2 separate regions of the Pan troglodytes genome follow, and region 1 is linked to region 2. The links are chromatin contacts, called in public Hi-C maps. All regions are on one chromosome and are shown on one strand. The core of a region is the stretch at or near the end of the contact, and the rest is flanking DNA. Distances in the headings are between cores, read along the strand shown. Region 1 overlaps SLIT2 (slit guidance ligand 2). Region 2 holds the start of SLIT2 (slit guidance ligand 2).

What was found. A called contact is a pair of places that touch in the nucleus more often than the background predicts.
Region 1: a Hi-C map of stem cell-derived neural progenitor cells shows a contact between it and region 2, with 2.6 times the contacts expected there. The contact joins the enhancer-like site here to the promoter of SLIT2 in region 2. A contact is called at or near these places in 1 of 7 Hi-C or Micro-C datasets (stem cell-derived neural progenitor cells) and 1 of 1 datasets of contacts at active chromatin or transcription factors (stem cell-derived excitatory neurons).

Annotation. Positions count from the first base shown.
Region 1 is chr3:20,897,156-20,902,229 of NHGRI_mPanTro3-v2.0_pri, forward strand. The region is part of intron 4 of SLIT2 (slit guidance ligand 2); the gene reads left to right. Among named protein-coding and RNA genes, the nearest start is that of MIR218-1, 97 kb to the right of the region's middle. Within about 2 kb of position 2,501, at least 6 of the 24 cell types and tissues checked have an H3K27ac peak or open chromatin away from gene starts, as enhancers often do. A contact at or near this core is called in stem cell-derived neural progenitor cells, where this site is marked.
Region 2 is chr3:20,716,572-20,721,488 of NHGRI_mPanTro3-v2.0_pri, forward strand. It overlaps SLIT2 (slit guidance ligand 2), which reads left to right and starts at 3,597. Exons shown (of 37, transcript XM_001163449.6): 1 at 3,597-4,917.

The sequences.
Region 1 (5,074 bases), core at 1,251-3,750, 180 kb after region 2:
CTTTTGAAGCTGCTTCATGGGGATCAGGCTGCCTCTTAAACACATGAAGTTTGTGGACATATCCTGGGCACACAGAGGTGCTTTTCAAAATAGACGGAAAGTAATTTAATATCATTAAAAGACTTGTTCTCGGTGCGAGTTTATCGGTTCCTCTGCTTGATTCATAATCAAGGCAGAAATTATTTTTTTCATATGTTTCCATGAAGTTTCCTATGCAATCCCAATTTTTCTAAATGTTAAAATGTGGATTGTAATTTAAGCCCTTATTCTATATTTGGAAAGACACTATCTTTTCTAATGGTAAATTTAGTTCATTCACATTTCCAGCAAATATTTATGGAAGACCCTATTCTATTTCACAGTTATTGACATAAATGAAGCAACAAGTTTTCTGTCTTCTTGGCTCTTAACATTTGATGGTGGAGAACCTGGAAGTAATGATTACGTACACGAATAAATTTTTAAGAGGCAAACGAGATCATTTCAGATAACAGGAAGTAACAGGAAGTAAATAAAAGAGGGTCATGGGTTGGAGTGGGAAAAGGGGAGAGCTATTTTAGATGGGAGGATCAGAGACAGCCTCTTTGAGAATTGGGTATTTCAGCTGAGTCCCAAATGCAGAGAAGGAACAAACAATCAACTGCATTTGAGAGAGAGAAATCAGGAAATGGAAAATCCCTGTGCCATAAATTTATATTGTTATAGCTGAGTAACAGAAATAGCAGTGAGTGAAGAAGAGGGTAGCAAGAAATGAAGCTGGAGGGTGAAGAGGAACCAGGTCTACTTGATCTCTTTAGGCCATGCTTGGATTTCATCTGCTGGCAGAGGATATCAGTGGAGAGTATTAAAATCAATCTATCATGTTCTAAATAAATAAGGATAACAAATTATATTTTCATTTAGTGCTTTTGAATAAAAACTAAAATTAAGCTAACCAGGAAAAGTTTATATGAGTTTTTTTACAATTGTATAGAACATAAGATGTTGGCTGTATCGTACTGAAAAAAACACAGACTAAGCAGTCCAGGAAGTACATTGTAAGAGTTACTATTTTTAGATTAGTATACATGTTTTAAAAATTCTTTTTTTCTTATTTCTTTTCACATGTTCCGTGTTGTCATATATTACAGTAATAATTTTCAGATTTAGGGTATATCTTACAAGCTAGACCATTGGAGTTGCAGGCTCATGCTTAGCCATGTGAATTTGGTCCTAACATAATTACTTGCTATTATGCCCTTGACTTTCTTGAGGGATATTCTAAGATGCTGCTGAGACATTTACTCTTGTATTTATGTAGAAATGTTTTTGAGGACATTATGCACTGTTTTCTCATGTGGCCTCTCAGGCAGATGCACTCTCTACTGCAGCGTCAGGGAAAAAAATGTGTTTTTCCTGGATAGCTGGTATGTTTTAATATCAAAGACGGAACATCTTTTCTCTTTGCCAAGAACACAACTAAATTTATAGTTCACCTCTTACTTGGGACAAGGCTTACTGTGAATGAATAACCCTTAACCTTCACTACAAGTTACTTACCTATTTATTTATGTATCCTGTTGTATAAAACACATTTCCTTAAACTACCTAGAATCATTTCTGCATCCAATAACACATTGTATAAATACCATACAACTTGCTCATCCTCCCGCCCATGGGGCCTCGTATTCTCATTACAGTTTACTGCTAACAACGACATCACACTTTCTATAGGCCTTTGCTTTCCTTAAAGCAGCAGGCCATGTGTATCCCAGGAGTGATACACACTTCCTTTTTACCACAGGCTCTACATTGAGATCCACATCTACGTCTATACCATCGACACACACACTTGACACTCACTAACTCTTTCCTGTATGCCAAGTAACTGTCCAGAAGAAACCCAACTTTCTGCGTCTTAACAGACTGTTTGGTTGCTAAAGATGGCGATAGATCAAAATAGAAGCACTTAGTATTTGAACCGTGTTATGTTGACAGCCTGAGATCCGATCTAAGGAATCTACACTTTCCTCATGTTTGTAATATTTTTCTCAGGCCCCAGAAATAATGTTAATGAATGGGTTTTCCTCTAACTCATATCGTATCTTCTTCAAGGTCGTTTCTAAAACAATACCTTCTTTTACTATCAGAAACAAATAATGCAATAAGGAGACACTTTTACTAATGGAAAAAAGTTGACTTTACATGTCAAGAACATAGACTTTTTTGGAAGGGAATGGAGTAGGAAGGCAAGGTGGACTAGGAAAATTAGATGCTAGGAGGTGACAGTGTGCCTCTATATTTAAAGTAAATATTTGTGTTTTATTTTTATTTTTATTTTTTTTAAAGACAGAGCAGCTATCCCCAGAGCAGCCTGCCTGGCAAAAGCAGGAGTGGAAGGGCTGAACGCATCTTTTATGGAAGTCAGATAAATTTCATGCTCTTTAACATCGACTCTGACTGCAGGCGTTTCGCTGCAGTCTGGCTCCTTCCCCAGTGGGAACAAAAAAGGAAAAGTGATTAAAGTTCCCTCAGTAATAGACAGCAGGAGGCAGCGGTCTTGGCATCTTCTACAGAGGCAGAGAGAGAGTGCTTTAACAAGACTTGCGAGAGTTCTTTGAAGAAAAGAAGTTAAGACTGGAAGGGCTGGTCGAGGTCCGCCGTAACATTTGTTCATTTCCTCTACTTCATATAGCTTATTTGACTTCTTGGAATAGCGTCACCCTCTTCCTTAAAATGTCCCTGATAAAAGGAGGAAAGTGAAGTTGAGCTCCTGGCCGGGGCCAGGGTTCAGCATGTTCTACTGTGAGTAGGAGTGTTTGGAACTTGATTATTGTAAGACATTCCAACTGATACAAATGATAACTAAATCTCTCTCTCTCTCTCTTTCTCTTTCTGTGTGTGTGTTTGTGTGTGTGTGTGTAAATCTCTCACTCTGTGTGTGTGTGTGCTTGTGTGTGTGTGAGAGAGAGAGACAGACAGCACACAAAATATGAATGAATGAAGGAAGGAAGGAAGGAAGGAAGGAATACAGGAGAGAAATTTTTCTGTATGTTAGGTGGCGCGATTTTGGCTGGCCAGAACTGCCTTTGCCTTCAGTGAACTGGCTAGAGCTGCTCACTGCAACCCCTCCCCATCCCCTAGGACAAAACCACTGGACCTTTCTCTCTTTTTGTCTCTCTCTTTAAAAAGACAGAAAGGAAAATAAGGTTTGCAATCAGTATTCAGACATTCTTATGACTAATAGGATTAGGGGCGTTACAAAGGGATTTGAACAAGATAATTAGTTTACTGCTTAGTCCACAGTGAAGCAAGAAAAATACTTCTGAGAAAAGGCAGACAAAATAGGTCAGAAAATGTGTGGGAAATGAGGTAAGACCTCTCAACAAGGACCACGATCAACTGGAATATTATGAAAGGACTCCTGAGCCTTCATTCATAGCTGCAGACTGTTTGCCTTTTTTTTTTTTTTTTAATACTTGGCCACCAGAGGTGTGAAGCAAAGTGACTTACTTAATTTTAGAGTTAATAGGTGTTGTTCCTGGACCCTGAGTATCCTGTTCCAAGTGCATAAATGCTGCCTTCAAAGTATTTCTCACAACGTGATGTAAGGGGAATGTTTTGGAAAATCTGAAGAGCTCTTATCGGGCATTTTACAAGCTGGAAAAAATTATACAATTAGGAGAACTCTTTAAAAACTAAAATTTTCTTGAATAGATTCATTACTTTAATTGCAAAAATAAATCTTGAAAACATAAATGTGAGGGGTGTGTTCTTTGCTTAATTAAAGTACTTAAGTGTTTGTGCTCTAATTTGCACAGTTTTCACTGCGGTAGAATATGCTTAAGAAGAATCATTTGAATTTTAAAAATTCGCAAAGATGATATTTTTTTCCTTCATAGCCACATTACATTCTCACACTTCCTCCTCCACTTCCTAAAAACTAGTGCTGTCAACTGTACTGTTGCTATCTGTGAGTTAAGGTATGCTTCCAAAGGAATGCTAGAAAAAAAAATACCTTCAGACTCTGTGTATGTGGATACCACATACTTTATTTAGTTAGCTTCTGAATCTTACAGCAACCACCAGCCAGATGAAAGCCACTAGAAGCTGTTAGAATGCCTTTGGCTTGGTATGGGCACTGTGTTGACTTAAGACTGGTAGAGGAAACAGTCGGCATTTCTGCCTAATGAACTACCGAGTGACACAACAGAGGTGGCCTTTCATTATCTGTGGGTGAAAGGTTAACTGACAAGAGAACTTGTTAGACACAAAAGCAATTAAACCCTATAATAACATATTGTTAACATATGACATAATGATTAACTTAAATAAAGAAGCCCAGATATATGTTTTCAGATTCCCGGAGTGTGGTGTGTTTATATTCCTGTCTCCCATTTAGAATGGTAGGCTGCACAGTGTTGGACAGGATACATTGCATATTCTTTTCATGTCACAATAAAATGTCATGTTATTTTCCTTCTGTAAATATACGAAGCTATTTTTTGCCATTGTATCCTGAGACTGTGGTTTAGTTTTAGGAAACAGTTTGAAACTAACCTCTTAAAAAGGGAATAGTAATTCAGGGCCATGTTCTGTGGTTGGGCAAGTTACTCCCTGAACAAAGGTGCCCAACCAGCCAGTGAGTTTTTAACTCTGGTTTTCCCTCTGTTTGCAGAATCGTCTTTGCAATTTATCTGCCTCTTCGTAATTAACTCACACATGCTCTATATACTATGGTGGATTTTAAGTTATAGGTACTCATCTTTAATTACTGTGAGTGATACATACGTTTAGAGGGTCAAGTTCCCTAAATGACTAATTCTGACCCCCCCAAATCTTTCTATTAATAGATGGTTTTAGAAAGATTTTTTAAAGCTTCACTTAGTGAAGACTCAGAACATAAAATTTGCTTATCTAAAATGTTAATTGAATTAAAAGGTTCTAGACTCCCTTTAGGATAAAGCTTTGTGTCCCATTTGGAGAAATACTAATATGAATAACAGTGTTTCTGATCTCCAGGGAATGGCCGTCGTCGGGGGAAGGCAGGTACCGACCCTAAAGGGTATGACACAGCACAGGTTGGGATGCATGC
Region 2 (4,917 bases), core at 2,347-4,846:
TGCAATTGTCAACCCCCAGGAATGAGAAGCTGAAGACAATTCAGCAGCTGTTATCTATTATTCTTTGCTGCTTCATTCTCCGTACCAATGTGTCACAGATACAAACACAGAGCAGCTCTTGAGTAATGGATCTCAAATTTTAGTGAACATCAAAATCTCCTGGAGGGCTTGTGAGAACACAGCCTTCTGGCTTCTGTTCCCAGATTTTCTGATTTTGTGGGTTTGAGTTAGGGCCTGAGAAGTTGTATCTCCAACTACAGTCCTGGTGATTATGATGCTGTTGGTCCAGGGACCACATGCTGAGAACCACTCACCTAGAGAATCATCTCAAAGTCAAAGCTATGTCCAGAAGCAGGTCAGGTTTCAGCATCCTTGAAGTGCTGGTGCTGAGGACTCTAGCTCTTTACTGCTCCCTGTAGATGCCCTTAAGGAGTGTGTGCAGAGACATGACCATCTCCTGTATGAGGGTGATCATTCCTGAGGATCTATAGATTCCTTGATCCCCACGAGTTCCAGTGGATCTACAGATACAGTTGGGTGAAGAAGAATCAATTGAGAATTGAGATCAGAGAACTTAGGTTCTGGTTCTAGCTCTGCCATTTAATAAGCTGCGACTTGCATGAAGACCAACATCCTCTACTGTAAGGAGTGAAATAGCAACCATCACTGTGGATGTAACTCTATCAAATAGCTTGGAATTTAGTAGGCTTGAAACAAATTTTGGTTAAATCGTAATTTCCATTATATTAGGGTTCCATGTCTACGTTTCCAATACAAAGATATTGTGAGAAATATCAGATAATTAAAATGAAAGAAATATCAAATAATTAAAATGAACACATTGCAACAATGGAAAATAGTAACATGAAGGCAGTTAAATTCAAGGAATTAAGTTTCATGAATTTGATCAATGCAATTACTGTTACCTACCTTTGTTTAAAAAGACAGAGAACTATAATTTTTACTCTTCGTTATCTCTTTTTCATAAATTCTCTTTTCTTCCTCCCTTTTCCCATATAACCCAACTTCACAACCTTTTTATTTCAAAAAAATGCAAAGTTTATTAGACATTTAATAACCTACACATTATTCTGATGCTTTTTATTTCTTTGCTGCATAGGTGATTGTCTACATTGTTTCCAAATTATTGTAGGAACTGGATTTTTTTTTTTTTTTTTTTTTGCAAGATAATAGGAGACTCGGATATTGGCTATAGTGGATTCCACTTCTGCTTAATCCAGGTCAGGATTTATGGAGACCTCATGTGGTGACAAGAGGCACCACAGAAGGCTTTCTTCAGGCTGGGTTTAACAGTCAAAGAGAAACTCAGAAATTCACATGGGAGCAAAATAATCCATAAAGAATTAAGACCTAGAAGTTAATGTTACTGAAGCCTGCAAGGCCTTCAATAAACATCCTGCAGTAATACTAATGGAATAATACAGTAATATGTTAAAGGACAGGAGACCTGGTTGTTTATGTATGTATAAAATTCCCCTTATCAACTAAAAAGTTAATAACACAAAAAATAATAAGATATGCCTCTCAAGAATTAATTACAGTCTTTTTTCTGAATGAAATCCACTGAACATAGCTTCTTATTTAAATTGGCATCAAATTTTAAAAAGATGTTTCTGTAGGCATGTTGCTATGTATGTTAGTTTCTCCTTGGTTTTACACAAAACAGAAAGTGATCAGAGATAGAATCAAACTTGAACTTATGTCTGTGAATTTCACTTATGCAACAATATCAATAATATTATTTATAAATATTTGGAATGCAGGATATGTTCTTAGAATTAAAATGGAACAACAATTCTATGTGGTGCACAAAGTTGAACACAAACACCTCTTGTTGCTGACAAGATATTAAAGTTGTGAAATTAAATAAATTAATGTACCAGTAACCATATTTAACCACATAATTTACTGGTACACACTAAGGAAAATTCACTGAGGGTTGGGGGAGCTCCTTCCTCAATGACAGGTACTTGTTCTTTATCTCATTTTCCTTACAAGAAAATGTGACAAGGGCTTCTTTTTTCTCCTCCTCAAGGAAGTTACATAACAGACCTTTAAGCTAAAATCTAGAAGGACAAATGAGTTAATAAATGTCAAATGTTTTTGAAGGTTTTAAAAGAATAGAGCAATATAAATCTGTGGCATTAAAATGAGTAATCCTAAGAGTTCCAATTCAGTTATCAGATGGTACCCTGCCTTTGGGTATGTCCTCGAAAAGGCTTACGTTTTCCAAGGCAGGCAAAATGAGTTAAGTAGGGGTAGCCATTATGAAAGGACATCTTAGAAAATGTTAACCAGGAAAAACGTTAATGAGGATATTGCAGAGATTTTAGGTTGAGCATACTCTTGAGTTGAAGAAATCGGTTACTTATGAGGAAACCTATTATGTGGCAGGCATAGATGCTGGAAATACAAAGAGTTGGACAGGTCTTGCTTTCAAGGAAGCTTCTAATAATTATACAAATAACTACTACAATATGAGGCTGGTTATAGGCGGGGACTTGCACAAATTCCAGGGAAAGCTTCTTAACGTGGAAATGGGAGGAAGAACAACAAGATGATGCATATTAAATCCAAGAGAAGGAGCAGAGTCATTTAGATGTCATTTCAAACTTACAGTGACATTGGCTCTTGCTGGGGGGGAAAGGGGGGCGAGAGAGGCAGCCGTTGCCAGACATACGTCACACTAAAGAGACAAGATGAAACAAGGAAATTCTCTTTCAAAACATAGCGGGGAAAAAAATATCCAGAACTGCCCTGAAATAAAGAAAACCTTCTGGTATAATGTGCGTTGCTAGGGATTTATTTTTTCCCCTCCTTTCTCTCATAAGAGAGTAAAAAATCACACAGATACATTCAAGCCCTTAAGAGTTTTGTGAGAGTATTGAATACCCAAGACATCAACTGACCACGGTGTGGTTCAGTGTGTGTCTACAAAGGAAGGGTTAAACGGAAGGGGGTGGCTTGGAGATAGAAAGGCAAGCATGAAGGTTGGAAAATGCTGTTTTCCAACTTGCAAAAACTGAACTTTTCAGCTCCCCAAAATACACGTGTGTGTCTGTAAGCGCAGGCAGATCTATTTCGGTAGGATTTTTCTTAAATTTAAATCATAATTTCTCTGTTTCTGTCTCTCTGTCTCTTGCTGCGCTGCAAACAGCCAACAGCCCCCTTAAGGATCGCGTGGCAAAAGCTGCAGGAGAGGCACTGGCAGGGCTGTTTATTTATGAGCCGCGTTCAAAGCCGACCTCTCCCCATTCTCCCACTGCAAACGACTATCTCCGAGCCCAGGTCACCTCTGGGGCCAAGGAGTTGGGGGCTGGGGCTCGGGTGGCTCCTTCCTCGGGCAAAGTTTGCCCGCGCGTGGGAGCGAGGGGGCGAGCCAGGGCGCACGGGAACGCGCGCCGCCAGCCGCCGCCTCCGCCCAGCGCTGGCAGCCCCGGCCTCACCTCTCCCCTCTCCCCAGCGAGGTGCGGGCTCCCAGAGCGCAGCCAGGGGGCGGGCCTGGGCCGCGAGGGGCGGGGTCAGGGGGCGGGGGCTCGGGCGGCTATATAAGGCCCGCGCCGGCTCAACTTCGGACTTGGTGTTATTTATTTGGGAAGCTCCCGGACGGCGGAGCTTGGCGGCGGTGGTGGTGGCTGCCGCAGACTGTGGTTAAAAAAAAGAAGGCGGCGGCGGCGGCGGCGGCGGCGGAGGCGGAGGCAGCTGCGAGGCATGGGAGCGCCGAAGCGCCCAGGCGCAGGCCGGAGCTGCCGCGCTTTCTGGGCACGGCGGGAGTGCTGAGCAGAAAGGGGAGCGCCGGGGGCCCGCAGCCGGCTCCGGAGGCGCGGGCCGGGTTTTTGTTTGGCTACGCTGAGCGCCAGTCAGCCCCAGCGAACAACTCCAGTTACGACAACAACCCACCTTCCTTCCAGACAAGCGAGACTTGGGCTGCTGCGTCCGTCCTATTGTTTAGACACTTGCCAGGGGCTCCGGAGTCGGCAGAGCCACCGAGTCCCCGCTCTGAGTCGTCGCCCTCCCTCTCCCCCACCTCGCTCCCTGGAGCGGGAGGCCAGGAAAGCAGTGGGAGAGGGGAAGGGGCTAGAAGGAGAAGGACTACTCGGGACTGCGGCCGCCGCGTCAGGTGCAGCGCCAGGAGCCGGGCGGCGTCGCCACGCCGGCAGGGGTACCGCCACTGTGGCCTTGGGGGACGGGATTCAAAGCCTGGGAAAAGTTGCTGCACTTTGAGAAGGAAGAACCACTAGTGGGAGACCGCCGGGGGCCGGCCGTGGCTCTGCGCCCTCCGGAACCCGGCTCTTGTTTCTTCTACCTTTGCCATCAGGTGTCTGCCGCGGAGCTGCGGCTTATCCGGGAGACGAGCGGGGTTGACACGCGCGCACACACTACTGCCATTCAGCTGCCGCCTGGTTCTGCCTGGAGTAGTGGATCCCACCCGCCCACCTGCCACCGAGCCATTCTCCGGTACGCCCCAGCAGGACGCTGACACCTCCAACCTTGGCCTTTGCCTTTCCACTCCTTCCGGTCTGCCTGGTTTTTAAGTCCGCCCCCAGTCAGTCCCCACTCAGTCGTCGCAGCAGCTCTCATCTTCCACTTGGCCTCTTGGAGTTCCTCGCCGGAGTGCTGACTAGTGGATATTTCTGCCCGGCTGCGGCGGCCCGACTGCCCTTTTGTCTTTTCTGCGTGACCTCGGGGCAGGTCCTGGTGCAGAGCGTCGCCAAGGACGCCGAGCGGGAAGCGGGATTGCCCAGACATCCTTCAGCGAAGTGCATGTGTGTTTGTAAACCATCGTTGGCTGTCGGGAGACCGCGAGGACCGGCCCAGGCTGCGGCGGAGTCGAGGGCGGGGGAGAGGCCGCGGGAGTGAGCAGAGTCCAGAGCCGTGCGCCCCCAGAACTGCGCG